2 separate regions of the Ovis aries genome follow, and region 1 is linked to region 2. Evidence: chromatin contacts called from public Hi-C data. All regions are on one chromosome and are shown on one strand. Each heading gives the region's core, a stretch centred on a gene start, on an enhancer-like site or on the middle of the called end of the contact. The rest is flanking DNA. Distances are from core to core; before and after follow the strand shown.

Region 1 (4,446 bases), core at 1,466-3,965, 390 kb before region 2:
GAACCCTGTGCATGAAGGACACCCAGGCAGCCTGCTTCTGCGGGCCTGCTGCCCGCAGCACGGTGAGCTCTGACATGGCCATGCGTCCCCTCTGGAGAACCGCTGACAGCACAGGCCGCGCCCAGCCGGGGCAGACGCAGCCAGGGGGACGTCTAGGGTCAGGAACATCAACCGAGCTGCCCAGAAGCTACCCGTTTCCTGTGGAGGAGCCCAGACCTTAGTAGGCTTTCAAAGAATGCCATTCCCAAGTGCAGGGCCATGTGCGCACACAACTTAAATGACTTCCACAGTGGTCAGAGGAAAACAACAACAGGAGTGGAAAAATGGCTCCAGAATGGCCATCTGCTTTTGCAAAGGATGCGGGAGGGGAAATTCCTTTCCCGGCCCTGCTGGGAGTCCCACAGTGGACTAGAACTTTATCTGCTGGCCAAGAGTACAACTGTATGAGTCATCACTCTATTTCTTTCACGCAATGCCAAAGGAGACTTCCTTTTGAAATTCTGACCAGCGGCCAAAAAAAGGACCCGGTTCAAATATACATGCAGTGTGTCATGGACAGAGTGCCCCCCCCCAGCCCCACAACCAACCTTTCCAGAAGCTACAACTGCCGAGACACCAGCATCCCCTCTCCCCACCATCTCAAACTTTCTAGCCACTGGAAAAGAAAAACGGTAGGAAACATTTTAGGATTAAATTATGTCTGCCTTATCTTCACTAGGATCAACTGCCTACATGTCCATATAAGGTTGTCTATACAACTGCAAGTCTACAGATTTACATTGCTACAGCAAACGCCACTCTCTTTTTTAAGCAAATCATTTTCAGGGCTAGCCAAGCCCACCCAAAGGGCTCAGCCTTGCTTATTTAGCAGGGTGTCTGCAATCAGAATATATCCTTCCCCCCTCCCCCTACCAGACTCTTCACACCGCAAGCAGGAGCAAGCAGAGGGGGGAAAAAACAATCATTGTTTTCTTGTTACCCCTAAAATTAGACGTCTAGGTTACAAAGCACCCTCCAGTGTTCTGAGGAGAGACTGGCAAGGTATCTTATGGATGTTCCAAAGAAAAAGGAAAGCATGTTTACTGAGACCTTGTTAAACTTTAATAATCTGGCTAATTTAAAATCCCCATTATGCCTAGGAGCACTGGGGACCAGAATGAAGCTCTTGGGGAGAGTTTAAAAGCCTCTGAAGGCAACCCAGAGCTCAGCCTGGCTTGTGGCCCAAATCCCAAATGCCCAAGGAAACTACTTAGATCGATTTCAATCACATCCTAGGAAGCTTCTTTAGTAGGAAAAGCTGGGAGGGGAGAGGGAAGGGAGGGCTGTGAACAATGAGGCAGGCATGTGAAGGTTGTTCCACTTTGTATTTCATCCCCCTTAAAAGCCTTCTAAGCTTTGAAACCCACAGAATATATGCGATCTGCTAATTCACTTTGTGACAAAAAGCAAACAGCCTAGTAGGGCAGAGACAACCCCAAAACCCTCCTATCTTTTAAAGACAATGGGACAAGTGTCAGAATCTCTCTCCTTTCAGGCAATCCTAATGCAGGAGAAGGGGGAAAAATTGAGTTTTTCAAATGTCCAATGCCCCAAATTCCAATTCCACTAAAAAATGCCGCAAACAGACTCCTCTTCCCAAACTGAGACTAGAAGCAATTCGGACAGGCTCATTGTCATATGACTGATAAGTCACTGGTTGTGCAAACATTGGTCCCCCCCCCTTTTTTTTTTCTGGTCAACAAAAGAAGCAGGTAAGAAAAACAAGGCAGATGGAGGCAAATCTTAAGGATTCCCAAGGTAAAGAAACTAAAAATGGCCTGGTAGAGAAAAGGAGCTTGTGGGTGTTTCGCTGGTGAAATTCTTAAGTAAAAAAAAGAAAGAAAGAAAAACCTGTATGTACAAACACCAAAAAAGCAAAACGAAAACAAAATCCCTAAAAAAAAAAAAAAAAAAGAAGAAGAAGAAGAAGAAAAAATAGCCTTGGCAGTACATGCGGGTTCATATGACCAGGTCCAGCTGTGGAGAGCCTGGAGCTGGAACAAGCACCAAACTTCTGCCAAGGGCTGGGGCCGAGATCAGGCCGCGGAGCTGGGTCTACGCTCGGGAGACGGTTCAGCAGCCCCAGAAAACAGCAAGAACACGGGGAGCGCCCGGCGCCGCTGCGCCCCACTCAGATGACAACTCCGCTCCACGCTCTGAAAGGCCCCTTTAAAGTGCCTTCTGCGCCGGAGGCAAAAGTACGTTTTAACAATAATTATTTTAATTTTTTTTTAAAAATTTACCCAAACCATTAAAAAAAGAAGAAAAAGAACTGCACCTCCAAGCTCACACCGTCCTGCGGGTGCATGCACGCACTCCATGCTCGGCGCACCGGGACACCTGGCTCACGAAAATCCTTATTTACCTGTTGCCAATATTCCTCCAGGGAGGGCAGCGCCGAGAAGTAACCAGTCTCGTGCACAATCTGGAGTTCCTGGAAGATGCTGCACATTGGGAGCACATCCATGTCGGGTTGGAAGAGACCGTCCCCGCTGCTGTAAAAACAGGGAGGCGTGCAGTCTGCAGTCGGGAGCGCGGCGGCCGTGCCTGCAGCGCCGGGGAAGTTCATGCAAACTCAAGTGGGCAGCGATTAGGCGCCACGGGTTCGGGTCCTGGCCGGAGCCCGGAGACGCGCTCGCGAGCCCGCACAATATTTGCAAACACCGGACTGACTGCAAACGTAACCCCTGCAAAACTTCCCTATTCAAAGCTCCGCTGCCAGCCTCCCCTCCTCCCCGCCCAGCTCCCCCCGCCGCCGCCTCCCCACGTGACTCGCCCGCGCCCGCCCCGCGCGCCGCCCAATCACGCCGCTCCCGGCCCGGGGGCTGCGCGGCGATGATGTCAGCTCCGGCCAATCGCGGGCGGCGGCTCACCGCGGCCCCGCCTGGCGTGACCGAGCCTCTCCATCACCGCCTTCGCCATTGGCAGAATTCGAACTTCGGCCGGTTCTGATTGGGAGGCGGTTTCGCAGGCTATTTTTAGCAGGGTATATAAGGCGCGGGCTGTCTCGCGCCGGAGGAGTCGGAGCTGGGAGGTGCGCGGCCGAGAGGCTGCGTGCGCCGCGGCCGGTCGGGCCGAGGGGACCCGGTGTCCCTGCCCTTCTCGTCCCGGTCTCGGTCCTGGCCCCGGTCTTCCCGTCCTCGTCCCCGAAGCCCTCGTCCCCGAAGCCCTCGTCCCCGAAGCCCTGGTCCCCGTCCGTCGGGCTCATCGCCCGGGCCCGGCCTTGGTTTCCCCGTCGTCGTGTCCCCGTCCTTGTCCCCTCAGCCCTGGTCCACGTTCGTCGGGTCTGTCGCCCGGGCCCTGGTCCCCTGACCCTCCGCCGAGCTGAGGGGAGCGCGGCTGGGTCTCCTCTGTCCCTCGCTCCGACCTCGGGCTGGCCGGCCGTTCTCTATCCCCCTCCGTCCTTCCACCCTCTCGGTGCCCCCTCCTGCCCAGCTGTAGATTCCCGTCTCCATCCCCGTCTGTCACCCTCTTTCCCCCCTCCTTTTCGCTCCATTATCCCTCTGTACCTGCCCCGTTTCCATCTGCACCCACCACCCGCGCTGTGTCCCCCTCCCTCCCCGTTCCATCCCCCTCTGTCCCCAGGTGGCACCTGTGACCCCGGAGTGGGGGGCTGACCAGCCCTGCAGGTGTGCTGAGGGACAGGAGGGCCCTAGTCGCAGGGCTGTGTTGTATATGAATCTGAGTTTCCCCCTTCAGCCTCCCTCACAAGGACAGGGCACTTACCTGGGGGACCACGGCGGTGCCACATCCTCACCCCCGCTGCCTGCCTAACCTGCAGGAGCAGAGTAGCCTGGAAGACCCAAGTTGGATCTCCTGGCTCTTGAGGGGGTTATGTGCACTCTTGATTCTCCCGAACACATTTTTATTTTTAAAAAGAGGGCATCTTGTTGGGGCAGGTGGGGTTATAAATAGAGGGAGCCTATAACCAATCTTAGTAGGGTCCCCCATCCACACCAGCTGTGTATATTTTAGAAACCCAGGGTCTGATCCCAAACCTACAGAGTCCTGGCCATTGTGTTTTAATCAAGCTCTCCAGGTGAATCTGTTGCCACTGAAGTGTGGGAAATGGGGGTTCTAGACACTGTCCCTGTACTTGTTGTCTACAGGGATATAGACATTGTCATTGTACTTGTCGCCTACCACAGAGCAGTCTCATTCCAAGACCCATTTGGAGACCCTCATGAAGATTAACAACTAGACTTGTCCCTAGTGAATGTGAAAACAATTCAAGTTATGTTGAGCTGACATTTAATGTGTGTCTTTTTTTTTTTTGCTATATAAATTATCTCCTGAAATATACCATAATGTTCATTTTCTAGCAAAATGCCAAGACCAAGAAGAATATGCCTTTTAAAATTTGAAATAGAAAACTGAATTATAGCTACTACCTCCATTTTTATTTCA
Region 2 (3,966 bases), core at 739-3,238:
ATCAAGTGAATATCAAAGGAAAGCAAGTGACTGTGACTAATTTCACAACTCCCAGTGTTGGCAACAGAGCAGGAGATCCAATTCACTCTGCAGTAACTACAGAGTATGAAATGAAATACACACTCTGAACTAGATGGGTCCCAGACAACCACAGGCTTAAAAGGTAATCACCTAGCAGGAACTAGTAAACCTCAGTATTTATTGCTCAGAGTTATCCCCCTGCTTAGAGTACATAATTGAATCAGAGAGCTTCAAAATTTGCAAGTTAATAAAAATGTGTGTTTATAGCTATACTTTTCCCCAAAAAGAAGGTTTCAAGATGCATATCCTTGTAGATTAAGAGACAATTTTTATATGCCTTCTTGTACTCTCTCTAATTGTTGTTTTTTAGTCACTAAGTTGTGTCCAACTGTTTTGCAACCCCATGGACCCCATAGTTCACCAGGCTCCTCTATCCATGGGATTTCCCAGGCAAGAACACTGGAGCAGGTTGCCATTTCCTCCTCCAGGGGATCTTCCTGACCCAGGGATTGAACCCCCATCTCCTGTGTCTCCTGCACTGGCAGGTGGGTTCTTTACCAGAGTCACCAGGGAAGCCCAGTCTCTTTAATACATAAAAGAGCTATTTAGCAGCGGAGAAAATGTATATGTGTAAAAAAACACAGCCACAAAAAGGAAACAAAGAGAAATCTCTAAGCTAGAAAAAATGAACAAAGGAAGAAGAGAAATAAAACAGCAACAATGTAATGCTGCATACATAATGAAGATGGTGTAAGTAGAGTTCTTAATATAGCATATCGGTAATTAAATTTTAGCTTCTGGCAGGTTTTACATGAAGATTTTTAAAATCTTTTTTATTAATTTTGTAGTAGAATACTAATTCTATCATCAATCATAGATGTTCACATAAAATTTTGAGTAAAAAACAAAGCAAAAACCAATTAGAAATGGTTAAGAATGTTTCTACAGAAAGTTTCCATTACCTTTGTACAACCTTATATATCTTATCATATGAATCATCATATTCCAATGTGAAATACCTTTAAAGTATCACTTTTTTGAGAAATGTTTTGTAAGTTAAGGCCCAACAAATCATGGTAATTCTTTTCGATAAAACATATTCCATACAGAATACACGTCCATGCTAAGTTGCTTCAATCGTGTCCAACTCTGTGCAACCATATGGACTGTAGCCCATGAGACTCCTCTGTCTGTGGGATTCTCCAGGCAAGAATACTGGAGTGGGTTGTCATGCCTTCCTCCAGGGGTCCTCTTAATGATGCAGGGATCCAATGTCTACTGGCAGGGGGATTCTTTACCACTAGCACCACCTGGGAAGCCTTGTACATCCCACCCCATGCTCACACTGTCCGTGATACTACAAGTAACTTTAAAATCCCATAATATGTGATTCCTTTAGACATCTTTGAAAGCCCTTTCTGTAAGATGGGTTTGCTTTTTTTTCTTAAAGCTAACCCTGCTCTCTGAGATTAAAACAATGAAAAAATTCCATGAGGACAAGACATAGTCTGTGTGAAAGACCATGATGTCATGCATAAGATACAAAATTCTAGACTCACTATGCTCTTCTTTTGAATTACAATTATTTATCACTGCTGACTAAAATTAAAAGGACACATAGTGTCAGCAAGAATGGGAAGCATGGAAGCTCTCAAAAATTAGTGGCATCACCTAAACGAACATATACATCCTCCCAGCTTAGTCATTTTACTTCCAGATAGGTAGACAATAGATGGGAGAGCTCATGTCTACCAAAAGCAGCCTTGTTCACACAGCCGCCTGGTGAGATCATCCTCCAGACTTGTCCCCCCCAAGAGGGGTGAATGAACCTTTGACTATTAACACATCAGAATAGCCCACAGTGTGGGAAAGAACAAACAAATATTTGCAACAGAGCAAGCCTGACTAACCTCATGTTGAAACATTGCAGTCAGCCACAAAATCACACACTCTACTGCTATGAAATACCAAAAGAGGTAAAATCATTCTTTTGTCTAGAGATAGGAATAGAGGTTACCTTGAGTGGGGATTATTGCTAGGAAGTAGGGTAGGAGGCTGGTTGGAAGCTGAGAAATGTCTTGGATCAGGGTTATGGATCCTGGATGAACATGCCTGTAAAAGCGCATTGAGAGGGTCCTTAAGAGCCACATGCAGCTGTAACCCAGTTACACACACACACACACACACACACACACACACACACACAAGAATAGAGGAATTAAGACAAAACAGTCACTGAAGTTCATTCTGTGAGGCAGGACTGGGATGGAGTTGGTTTCCTTCCCACACTCTTTCTGCTTCTCTCAACTTTTCGAATGAACACATACTATCCTACTTTTATCATCAGAACCAACCCAGAAACATTTTTATAAGAGAAGCTGCCAAAATGAATTAAGGCAAGAATAAAACTTGCAATTTATATATTTTATAAAACTGATTCATCCCATTCAGAGTTCAGGTCAGCGTGTTTTTGTTCACTTAGTACTTGTCACTCGTAAGCTTTAATTTATGGGAAAGAACATGTATAAAGAGTGGCTTACTATTTAGTCTAGAGAAAAAAAACCTTTTTCTAGGACAATATGTTATCTGTTTGCTGGAGGCGTTTTGCCCTTTTCAATGCATTCATAAAAACTGCCCCAAAGACTTAACTCATATGGCTTCGGGGCAAGGTCTCCCTGAAGATGAGAAGGACCATGTTGTCTTGCTGGACGTCACTGTGGTTTGTCCAGATTGAAAACAGCTGGGCAGAGGAAACGGCTCTTTAATTAGAACAATGTGTAGAACAGGCCAAGGGAGGTGGGAGGGGTGGCTGAACCGCTCTTGAGCCAAGTCCTAAGACTTGGTTCAGTTCTGTGTCTGTGGGTTGATGATGGGTATACACCTATCTCCAGGCACTGCAGACTCCATGATTTCAGAACAATGGACCCCCATCTGGATGCGCCTCTTGAAAAGCAACAAATCAGCTGATTGGTTCGTTGTGCTTTCACATTGAGATATTTTACTTGGATAAGCAAGTTGTAAGAGTTTTCCTCATTGTTAACATTTTGTAAAACTACATTTCATACAATATTACAGACAGAATCTTGACATTAACACAACCCATCCATCTTACTCAGATTATCTACGCTTAATCTGTACTTGTGTATATGTGTGCATGTTTGTGGCAACTCTATCCCATGTATAGCTTTGTGTGTCCACCATAGTCAGGAAATGAACACTAGGATCCATGAAATCGCCTTTTGGTAACTATACCCACCGACCAACTCCCATCCTCAACTGTTGGCAACCACTAATCTGTTTGTTCATTTCCAAAATTTCATTTCAAAAATATCTTGCAAATGGAATAATATAGTATATAACATTGTGGGATTGACTCGCTCCACTGACTCGTGTAATCCCCTGGGGATTCATCAAGTTGTTCCACATATCAATAGCTCATTACTGTGCAGTGCTGAGTAAACATTCCATGGAATGTGTGTCCTAGACTATTTAACCATCCATTTGATTAAATACATCTGAGTCATTTCCAGTTACTTGGCTGTTACAAAGAAAATTGCTCTTCACTTTTGTACACTGTTTTATCTGTGAAAGTAAGTTTTCATTTCTCTGGGATGAATGCCTGAGTATGTTTACTGGGTTTTATGTTAATTGGATGTTTAGGTTTATACGATACTGCCAAACAATTTCAGAGTGGCTGTGGCATTTCACATTGCCACCAGCGATGTGGGAGCAATTCAGTTTCTGTACTTCCTCACCAACCTTTGGTATTCTCACTGTTTTTGTTTGTTTTAGCTGTTCTTGGAGGTGTATGGTGACCTCTCATCATGTTCTTGATCGGCATATCCCTAATGGGTAGTTACATCAACAATATTTTCATGTGTTTATTTGCCATCTATGCATCTGTATCAGTGAAGTGACTCTTTGTGTCTCCTAGCCATTTTTGAA

Evidence for each region. Hi-C and Micro-C count contacts between places; a contact is called where the count stands out from the background.
Region 1: a contact with region 2 is called in a Hi-C map of skin fibroblasts, with 6 times the contacts expected there. The contact joins the promoter of KLF6 here to the enhancer-like site in region 2. A contact is called at or near these places in 2 of 16 Hi-C or Micro-C datasets (skin fibroblasts and tail adipose tissue).

What each region holds. Positions count from the first base shown.
Region 1 is chr13:44,180,642-44,185,087 of ARS-UI_Ramb_v3.0, reverse strand. It overlaps KLF6 (KLF transcription factor 6), which reads right to left and starts at 2,715. Exons shown (of 4, transcript XM_012188639.4): 1 at 2,405-2,715. The coding sequence starts at 2,608.
Region 2 is chr13:43,787,818-43,791,783 of ARS-UI_Ramb_v3.0, reverse strand. No RefSeq gene overlaps it. Among named protein-coding and RNA genes, the nearest start is that of AKR1E2, 300 kb to the right of the region's middle. Within about 2 kb of position 1,988, at least 8 of the 54 cell types and tissues checked have an H3K27ac peak or open chromatin away from gene starts, as enhancers often do.